3 separate regions of the Mus musculus genome follow, and all the other regions are linked to region 2. Evidence: chromatin contacts called from public HiChIP or PLAC-seq and promoter capture Hi-C data. All regions are on one chromosome and are shown on one strand. Each heading gives the region's core, a stretch centred on a gene start, on an enhancer-like site or on the middle of the called end of the contact. The rest is flanking DNA. Distances are from core to core; before and after follow the strand shown.

The links. Promoter capture Hi-C pulls out the DNA fragments that hold promoters and counts their contacts. HiChIP or PLAC-seq counts read pairs in DNA pulled down with a chosen protein or histone mark.
Region 1: an H3K4me3 HiChIP or PLAC-seq map of stem cell-derived neural progenitor cells shows a contact between it and region 2, with 2.7 times the contacts expected there. The contact joins the enhancer-like site here to the promoter of Ripor1 in region 2. A contact is called at or near these places in 4 of 39 promoter capture datasets (the C10 cell line, cranial neural crest, embryonic stem cells and 1 more), 5 of 15 datasets of contacts at CTCF or cohesin (the G1E-ER4 cell line, embryonic stem cells, large pre-B cells and 2 more), 11 of 484 Hi-C or Micro-C datasets (B cells, CD4 T cells, ECoMG myeloid progenitors and 6 more), 15 of 115 datasets of contacts at active chromatin or transcription factors (the 230-238 cell line, the SCID.adh cell line, acute myeloid leukemia and 9 more) and 3 of 9 other capture datasets (adipose tissue, embryonic stem cells and liver).
Region 3: a promoter capture Hi-C map of embryonic stem cells shows a contact between it and region 2. The contact joins the promoter of Tsnaxip1 here to the promoter of Ripor1 in region 2. A contact is called at or near these places in 13 of 39 promoter capture datasets (the C10 cell line, the HPC-7 cell line, cranial neural crest and 7 more), 1 of 15 datasets of contacts at CTCF or cohesin (large pre-B cells), 7 of 484 Hi-C or Micro-C datasets (the C2C12 cell line, CD8 T cells, double positive thymocytes and 4 more), 16 of 115 datasets of contacts at active chromatin or transcription factors (the 230-238 cell line, the SCID.adh cell line, astrocytes and 10 more) and 4 of 9 other capture datasets (adipose tissue, liver, macrophages and 1 more).

Annotation. Positions count from the first base shown.
Region 1 is chr8:105,798,068-105,801,113 of GRCm38.p6, forward strand. All of the region lies in intron 3 of Ranbp10 (RAN binding protein 10), which reads right to left. Among named protein-coding and RNA genes, the nearest start is that of Ranbp10, 28 kb to the right of the region's middle. Within about 2 kb of position 1,609, at least 94 of the 459 cell types and tissues checked have an H3K27ac peak or open chromatin away from gene starts, as enhancers often do. A contact at or near this core is called in the G1E-ER4 cell line, adipose tissue, embryonic stem cells and 3 more, where this site is marked.
Region 2 is chr8:105,603,938-105,607,339 of GRCm38.p6, forward strand. Ripor1 (RHO family interacting cell polarization regulator 1) reads left to right here and starts at 1,292. Exons shown (of 22, transcript NM_001081241.2): 1 at 1,292-1,413.
Region 3 is chr8:105,826,138-105,829,431 of GRCm38.p6, forward strand. It overlaps Tsnaxip1 (translin-associated factor X (Tsnax) interacting protein 1), which reads left to right and starts at 1,607. Exons shown (of 16, transcript NM_024445.4): 1 at 1,607-1,690. The coding sequence starts at 1,650. Ranbp10 (RAN binding protein 10) reads right to left here and starts at 1,071. Exons shown (of 14, transcript NM_145824.5): 1 at 813-1,071; 2 at 1-52. The coding sequence starts at 1,047.

The DNA.
Region 1 (3,046 bases), core at 359-2,858, 190 kb after region 2:
AGGCCAGCCTGATCTATAACTTGAGTTCCAGGATAACCAGAACTATACTGAGAAACCCTGTCTTCAAAAACACAAATAAAAAAGTTAACAAAAAACAAAACAACAACAACAACAACAAAACAGCCGGGCAGTGGTGGTGCACACCTTTAATCCCAGCACTCGGGAGGCAGAGGCAGGCTGATTTCTGAGTTTGAGGCCAGCCTGGTCTACAAAGTGAGTTCCAGGACAGCCAGAGCTATACAGAGAAACCATCTCGAAAAACAAAACAAAAAACCCAAACAAACAAACAAAAAAGTTAAAATAAAAATTTGAGTCAGTGTCTCACATAGCTCTCATATAGCTCAGACTGCCTCAAAACTCACCAAAGAGCCAAGAAAACCCGAACTTTCTGACTGATTTGCTCCCTCCCAGCGAGCAAGGATTAGAGGCTGCATAACTATCCTCCATGTGTGGGCTTCTGCAGTGCCAGGGATTGAAACTTTACACGCCAGGTAAACACTCTGCCAAGTAAGTTGCAACCCCAAACTTCATTTTTACAAGCAATGGTCAGCAACTCTCTGGAGATAAACAAACAGCTTACAGTCCAACTGTCCACTGCTCTAAGCACTAGGGCTTGCTCAGTCACCTCCCAAAGAGCTAGCCGCTTCCATCTCTCCCCCAGGAATTCTGTCCAGGTCACTTCATGAAGTTCCGGGCCACTGAGACAGGTTCTAACTGGTCCCCTTGTAGCTGTTGCTGTCCTTCCAACCTGTACTGTGGCTTCCTCAAAACACCCAAGACAATCCACACGCCCTACTGGACCCTGCCAACCGTACAACCCAGTCCCACTGGCCTCCAGTCATCCTCTTACACCTCAGCAATTCTGTACCTCTTCTATCAGGATCTTTATTCTACCTACAGCTTTCTTCCCCATCTGACCTCCCCTTACCACGTGTCATCTCACAACCCTGGCCTGACTCATCCCGCCCTGATCAGTCCCTTCAAAGCACGGATGCCCAATGTGGGGTTCTCAACTACATGTTTCTCCCCTACTGGGCAAGTTTCACAGAAGGGGAGACTAGTTACCTCAGGGCTACACTCAGTGCCCATCACAGAGTATGTGCACGATGCATTATTGGGTTACAATGAATGAGACACCCCCCATAAAGCACCAAGAACAGACAGCCTAGAACACGAGGCCACTTGGTTATCTACAGCCCCAAGAGCAAAGGGCCTGGGGGGCGAGGGTCAAGGAAAATTCTGTTCACACAATGCTATAATGGAAACAAGGAAAGCTTCCCAAGCTTCCTGTGGAAACAGACCTGGTGCTGCTTCCCCAGAAGCTCCACAACAAAGGGAGCAAGGCAACTTGACACCCACAGCCTGTCTAGAGAAGACAGACCTCCAAGAAGATGAGGGCACGTGCCCTGACAAGTTTCCCTGCAACACTGGAAAAGCTAGCCCACAGGGGCCAACCTCTAGGGCCTCCTTGGCCCAGGATCAAGGGTGATCCTTTTCATTCTAGTGGCCTCTTTCAGGATGAAAGAGTATTGCTGCTACCACTTATAAATGCTGAAGCGGCAGCTTGACACTGACCCCACCCAGCAATTCCAGGCGAGTTGCCAGAACATGAGGAGGGAGGGCACCTAACTCCTCCAACCAGCCGGAGCGCTCAGTGCACCCCTCAGATCACAGTTCTTATCCATGCTGAAGGTATTTCTGTTTGTCTAAAACAGAGTTTCACTTACATAGCCCAAGCTGGCTTCAAGAGATCTTTCTCTCCTGAGATGAACGCAAGAGCCATCACACCTGACTATTTGTTTTTAAATTGAAGAGCAAAATTTTTGTTTGTTTATTTGTTTGTTTTGGTTTTGGTTTTTTTTTTTTTTTTTTTTCCGAGGCAGTGTTTCTCTGTGTAGTCCTGGCTGTCCTGGAACTCACTCTGTAGACCAGGCTGGCCTCGAACTCAGAAATCCGCCTGCCTGCCTCTGCCTCACAAGTGCCGAGATTAAAGGCGTGCGCCACCACCGCCCGGCAAAGTGCATTTTACTAAAGGGCCTAAGCTGGTTGAGAACTCACAAGCTTCCAGCCTCCGGTTCCTGACAGATGTGTGCCAGCACACCCAGCCCTGGTGAGGTTCTTGTACTTTCCTGTGACTCCCCACGGGTACCTGGATATCCATGGCTCCCCAGAAAGAAGTGACTAAGCCCCACTTTCTAGTCCTCCCTCCGTATTGAGCATAATCCATACACCCATCTCCAGGTGACCTGCAAACAAAAGCACAAAAGGCCCTTACCACATGTTAGGGGCAAACCCCACACTCACAAACCCAACAAGCTTTGATTTCTCACCCAAACAACCCTCAAAACAAAACAAAAATGACTTTCTCTAAAATGTACTGACTCGTAGGTGGTTTGCTTTGCTTTGCTTTGCTTTGTTGTTTCACATTGTCTTGTTTCTATGTGTGTGGTGGATTGGAAGAAGGGATGTATGTTGTAGCGAGATTTCCCTACCTGTGGGTTCTTCTTCCCTCCACCCTTTTTCTCCCACCTTTCAACCCCTTAAACCTAGATAAGAGAGAAAAAAGGATATGGAGAAAAGAAAGAGATCCCTGAATAAAGTCGGGGTCAGGAAGGGGGGCTATTGTTAGACTTCCTGCTGATTAGGGGCGTTGAGTTCCTTGGGGCAAGTTTGATCTTTACAGTCAGGATATCTAATTTCTTCTTGTTGTTTCTTCTTTTTGCACCACTACTTAAACTACAACCGACAGCAACCAACAACCCACCAACTGACTCTGCCTCTCAAGGCTCTAGCATTTATATGCCCTCTGAAAAGTCCCCAGAATTCCAAATGTCACAGTCACAGTACTATCTCCAGCTGGCAAAAATCACTAGGCAAATCATAGTCACCTGCTGCGGACAATCTGAAGCAGTCCATATCTCATAACTTGGATTAAAACAAAAACATTCGGGCTGGCGAGGAGGCTTAGCGGGTAAGAGCACTGACTGCTCTTCCAAAGGTCCTGAGTTCAAATCCCAGCAACCACATGGTGGCTCAGAACCACCCA
Region 2 (3,402 bases), core at 42-2,541:
AAAACTAAATAAATTAAATAAAAAATAAAAAAAAAGAGCCCGGCAGTGGTGGCGCATGCCTTTAATCCCAGCACTTGGGAGGCAGAGGCAGGTAGATCTCTGGGTGATCTCTGGGTGTTTGAGGCCAGCCTGCTCTACAGAGAGAGTTCCAGAACAGCCAGGGCTACATAGTGTTAGACCCTGTGTTTAAAAGAAAAAAAAATCCTGGGAAAGGGATGGGGGCATTCACAAGGGCATCCAGGGCTCTGGAACAAGCAAGTGTTCTGGGGGAAAAGCCTGGAGGGTTGAGAAAGAGGCTGAGGGTGTCTCTGGAAAGAGCCTAGGGGGATGAAGATGTTGGTATTCCAGAATCCTACCATATCGGGTTGTTGAGACCTACGCTCAGGATCAGTGTCAGGCTCAGAAATTCAGGCACCTCTTAAAATCCATCAGACCACCCCTGAGTATGCCTGACCTACCTCAAAAGATGAGATGTTGCAGGAAACAGGAACGCCAAGAGGTGGAGGATAGGGACAGGGGGTTGGAGAGAGCTAATAGCATCTGGTTAATAATGGGAGGGGTAGGGGATTGGAGTCAGCTTGTTGGTCAGGCCAGCTCTCTGTTACACCATAACTCATTTTTGCCTTTGACCCCCATGGCCAATGTATGTTCCCAGTACGCATACCCAGACCTTACCAGGTTAGTCACTTATATCCCAGAAACAAAATCTGTAACTCCCCAGAAAGCAGTACCCGCTGAGTGGTTACACGCTTGCCTGGCCTAGCTATGAGCCCTATTTATAAGGAAGACGTTGTCGAAAAGGCTCTCTGATCCTACAGCGGGAAACTGAGGCTGGCTGAAAAAGTGGGAAGGGATGAGGGGCAGAACTTCAACCCAGAAGGTGTGCGACGGTTAGGCCAGATTCTGGTTCCCTTATCTAAGCCTCTCCAGACCCTAAGCACTTCCTCCAACCACCCCAACTTTCCGTGTCAGCTCCAAGAACCTGTTTATGGTGACAGGAAGGGAGCCTGAGGTCTTTAGAGCTGCAGAGATCTGGGTAAGAGGCAAGTAGGAGGGGTTCCCTAGCGCCCCCTACCCCAGATTTAAGGTCTGCATGCAGTTCCCAGGAAGCTGTCCGGTTCCCGCAGACACCTTCGCTCTCCCTTCGCTCTCCCTTTCCACAAGCTGGTTGACACGGTAGGCAGACCACTCTGCCGGGTAACTCGCGAAGGCGGAGCGAGCTGTGGGCGCCCCTTCGGGGTGCGGGAGCCGGAGGGGAGCGCAGGAGGTGGGGCCCAGAGGGGCGGGGCGGGGCGGCGGAGAGGAGGGAGGGGCAGGCGCCGGCCGCGGCGACAGCGGCAGCTGCAGCGCGAGCAGGCCGGGCAACGCCGAGAGTACCGACAGCGCGAGGTCCTTGCAGCCCAGCGCAGCCATGTGAGTGTCCGCGCCGTTTCCTAAGGCCGTGGCGGGGAGAAGGGGCGAGCTGTGGATCCCGTGCGTCCTGCACCCGCGCCGCCCATCGGCTCCCGGACTTGCGACCGGGTCCCGCCTCACCCCGTTCTCGCGACCCGGATCGCGCCGTGTCTTTTCTCCCCACCCCCACCCCCACCCCGGGCACGGAGAACGCAGCTTCGCCCCACAAAAGCCGCCGCCTCCGGCTCTGCCGCGCCCGCCGCCTCCTCCCTTCCCTTCCGCGCCCAGGCCGCCACGGCAGTGCCCCGGGGCTCCACTGTGGGCAGGCCCGAGGGCGAGCCTGAGACGCCTTTCTGGGCCTGGGATTGGCTTTATCCTGGAGCCTGCGGTGCGGCAGAGGCTGATCTGGGAATGGGAACGGGGCGACAGGGTGCAGGAGACCCCCTAGATGAGCTAGCTAGTGTTCCTGGCCCTGGTCGACCTAAGCTGCTTTGGGGCCAGGCCCGAGGTGACTGAAGACTGAATTTGCCCGAGGCCACACTCTCCACCCAAACCGAAGCTGAAGCTGGAGAAGGTCGTTTTGGCGGCGGTCGACAGACCCTGTCCCTGGAAATGGAAGCTGCTATGGGGACTCAGCAAACAGTCAGAACTAAGCATCCTGTAGAACTGGTTTGGGGAAGGGGTTGTTCAACCAGGGCTAGAGCCCCGGCTATGTCAGCTTTTAGGACCCTCTGTCCTCCTATCTTAAGTTAAGTCTGAGTGTGACCTCTCTTACCGGCCCTTCCAAATCATTTCTGATGTGCGTGCAGGCTGGTCTCGTGTGTAAAATCTAATACAATAATAACGGTGTCCTGGCCACCGTCTATGTGGCTGCGTGCGTCTTGGACCTGCACATTCGACTGACATGCAGCCTTCTGAGAAGGTGTATGACCATCTGGCAGATGTAAATACTGGGCCAGAGAGGTTAGCAGCATTTTCAAGGTCACACAGCTGGGTTGGGAAGAAGCAAGAATTCACTATCCACCTCTCTAGTATTGACAGTGGGGGTTGGGAGCACTACAGCCGGACAAGGACTGCCAAGGCTCCCTCGTCTACCTCCCACACAGTCCTGGGCCCTGTGGGCAGCAGAGCGAGATGAGCAGTCCCTGGGCCTGGGTTTGGGTGGGAGGGAGGGGAGCGCACAAGGCGTTTGGACTAGGATCTGCCTAGGTGGAAAACCAGGCGAGGAGGGCGAGAGTGAGTCAGAGCGTTCCCAATCCGCCACCGCTGGGACTCGCGACCTAGCCAGACCTAGCCGGGGGAGGCTGTCCAGCTCCCAGAACGCGGCGGGACAGGGAATGTGACCAGCTGACCAGGGAGGAGGCTGGCAGGAAGTGAGGCCACTAAGTAGTCTCCACCCGGTTCCGGGGTGGGGTGGGGGTCTTAGGCCATAGCAGGCCCCCCTCCCCTTTTCAGTGGCAGTTCTGGTTGGCGGCTGCCAGATGACGTCAGCAACTAGGTTTGGGGCAGTTGCCATGGAGACAGGGACAGGCTTTTGCGCGCGACCCCCTTCTCCCTTGCAGCCACCCTTTTGCCTGGGTTATTTATAGCTTCTGTTTACCTCAGTCTACTGTAGCCCTACAGCTGAGTCGGGCTGGACCTAGAGACTCGTGGAGAGGCTGTAGCTAGTGTGGTGTGCGCTAGGTGAACAGTACTATTGGTCTTACTTTCCGCCCCATGCTGGTGGTTTTGTCCTGGCACACAGGAACGATCGGGAGGTCTATGGAAAGTGGGTTCGTGCAGGCAATTAAGATTCCATTCGCTGTCGAGCTGCACGCCTCATAACCTTTGGGACTTGATTCTTTATCGTTTCCAGAACTCACCTGAGTTGGCAGGAGCTGAGACTTCTCTTAGCAGCCAGCACCTACCAGTTGAGATAGTTCCTCTCCCTTAGCTCCAGGTAGGGGTGAGGATGGGGGGCGGGGGAGGCGGTGTTAGCCCTTTCTGTCCAACAGGGAAGGAGATTCTGCC
Region 3 (3,294 bases), core at 357-2,856, 220 kb after region 2:
ATGGGGTGGGTGGCACGTACAGAGGCTGCATCTTTGTGATTTTTGCCATGACCTGATGTAAGAAGCCAAGGAAGGAATGTCAACACCAGAAAAACGCAAATGAAGGCCTCCTTTTTCTCTACGCCATGGTAAATTCAACCCTCCCTGGCCAGAAGAAGTTCTTGTACTCTCTGAGGAATAATAAGACAACTGAGTAAACACTTAAGCCTCCCGCCTTTAGATCATCTCCACCCCAGACCAACAGTCCTGACAGAGATATTGTCCTCCACAACAAACAAAACAAGGTAGATACAGGCAACAGAAGTGTGTGAGAGACACTGAATACTGTTGTCCGTCTCTCCAGAATCCAAACAGCCCAGCCTGGAGCCCAGGGGAAGGAAGTGGCAAAAATGGAAGTCACCAACAACAACTTTAGCACACAGCGCCTAGCCCAGTCCCGGGATGACTGGCAGCCAGGCAGCCCATGCACTTACTGTGGCAATGTTACCACCTCTTTTTGCAAAAAAAAGACTGAAACTAAGCCGTGGTAAAGGGCCTAGCATAAATTGGAGCCAGCTCAGGAAAGAAGGGTGGCCCTGAAGTGGAAGGTCCTGTCTAGTTTTGGACATTTAATGCAGTTGTCTCTGAGTCTAATATTTAGGAACAGAGCAAAGGAAGCAGGGTAAACCCCGGCCTGACCAACCCCTCTACTCTGGACGTTCCGCTGGGCTAAGGCCCAACTCTCAGAAAACCCGGGCAAAGAAAGGGAAAATGGGCACAGCCTCCCTGCAGACGCAGTAAACTTGTCTCCCAGCGGCCAGACCCGCTGATACCTTTGTAATGGACACGGAGGTTTCCCTGGGAGAGGCCGATGTAGTTGTACTTGTCCTTGGGGCTCCAGGAGCGCGGCAGCGGCGTCTCGTGCTGATTAACCGCAGGGTACAAGCGCTGCAGGCGCCGACTCAGTTCCTGCTCTCCAGGTGACGGTAGCCCGCCCCCGGAGTCCCCACCGGAGGAGTCCCCAGCCTGCGGGTTCCCAGCTCCCGGGTCTGCCGTCGCCGCCGCCATCTTGGAGGGAGCTGCTATTGTGTCACTGGGGGCGGGGAGGAGTGCAACCAGATTTGCCTTGCTCAGCCAATGGGCCGTGAGCATCCCAGGGTCGTAGGGAAACTGAGTCCGAGTCCCGGCAACCTTTCTCTGGACACTACTATACTTCGCCAGATTTAGACTACATATCCCACAATGCATAGCGCTGTAGAAGCCGGCCAACGAGGGTTCCTGGAGAACTTCGGAAGATGTAGTACATCACTGCTCACTCACAAGCCAGTACAACGAAGACTCCGAACCACTGAGAACTACCATTCCCGACTGGCCAAGTGGCCAGACCTCGAAGCTCGCCTTCCTCGTCCACGGTCTCACTTTATTCTTCTGCCTCAGTTCTGTAGCTAATATCAAATTTGCTGTATTGACTGGTTCTCAGAATACCCCATCCCCAGCTCCAGGTCTACTTTTACTGCTTGGCCTTTCTCCAGAGTGCTCACGGGGGCGGGGGCTGGAGGCGTGGCTCAACTGTGAGCCCGCCCTCAACGCAGAGGCTGCTGGGGTCTGGTCCCTATGGCAACGGACTGTACACTACCGCAACGGCTCAATCCTGCATCTGCTCCAAAGTCATGGCCAACCTACAGGAGCGTAAAAGTTTCTCCAAGCCAAGGTAGCACCTGGCCGGGCTGAGGGCGGGGAAGACTTGAATATTTCCAAAAAGAAAAATGACACTGATTCCGATCGCTGCACTGTCTGTTCTTTGGGTAGGACTTCAGCGCCGCAGAATCAGCGATACAGTTGTAATAGAATTGGGGCTGACTCGTCAGTCCAGTAAGAACGTTACAAGCTGCCAAAAGTGCAGGTGTACTTTATCGTAGATAGATGATCTTAGCTAGACACTAAAAAACGAAGTGCCTTATTATAATTATATGTGAAATTCTCACAACTCCTGTTTATAAGAAGCATTCAGTTTCCCACCTGCTCATTCCCAGTAGTGGAAGAAGGGCGAGAGAGGTGATTTCATTCTCAACTCTAATCTTTCAAGGTCTGCTGCCTTGGTAGAAAAAGGCTACAAAAGGACAGCCTGTTGAACAGTGAGAGTTGCAGGACAGTCAGGGCTATATGGAGAGACCCATCTTAAAATAAATGAATTAAAATAATAATAATAAGCCTACAGAGGTTCCAAGGACAGAAAATACCAATGTTATGATTGTCCCTGAAGGAAAAAAAAAGTCTCCGAGAAACAGGCAGCAGCAGGTTGAAAGAGACAACTGTTTCCCATCAAAGGCATAATCCAGGAAAATTACTGTCTATGAAAAAATATGTAATAGGGCTGGGGCTGTAGCTAGAACATGCCAGGACCTGGTTTGATCCCCAGCAACACACAGAATATGAAACAGACTCAGAATCTTCATTCATTAGGAAGGGAGCACAATGTAGTTTTTATAAGCTGAGTTTGATGGTTATGTGACATATTAATTCACAGTTCATGTAGTGACACACTGTTTCCCTTATAGAGATGCAGTGTGGGTTTTCTCCCTCAGACGTTAGAGAGGGTCAACAAGATGGACAGATCAGAGCTTAGCACAGTAGAATGTAAGCAGAACCTGATAAAAGAGACCTTAGAGTTTTATATTTCCTTGGAGAATGTTTCTCCTCCTATGTATGGGCTTTTCTCCCTTTGTTCTCATATCCCTGCTTGCTACTTTAATGGGTTGTCTGTGAAGGTCATTCAATACTAGGAAATTCTCCTGAGCACACATTGCCTGCAGCCATTTATAACACCGAGTTTTCACCACCATTGAGATATAAATGTAAATATTTTGCATTCCTCCTTGAGGTTTGGTGTTAAATCACTTTTTAAAAAATAGGAGTCTAGGTTGTGTGGTGATGGCGCACGCCTTTGAACCCAGCACTTGGGAGGCAGAGGCAGGCAGATTTCTGAGTTCGAGGCCAGCCTGGTCTACAGAGTTACAGAGTGAGTTCCAAGACAGCCAGGACTATACAGAGAAACCCTCTCTTGAAAAACCAAAAAAAAAAAAAAAAAAAAAAAAGGAGTCAAGGGGGCTGGAGAGATGGCTCAGTGGTTAAGAGCACTGACTGCTCTTCCAGAGGTCCTGAGTTCAATTCCCAGCAACCCCATGGTGGTTCACAACCATCTGTCATGAGATCTGATGCCCTCTTCTGGTGTGTCTGAAGACAGCTACAGTGTACTCATAAAATAAATGTTTAAATAAATAAATAAATAAATAAAAATGGGAGCCTAGATGGGCA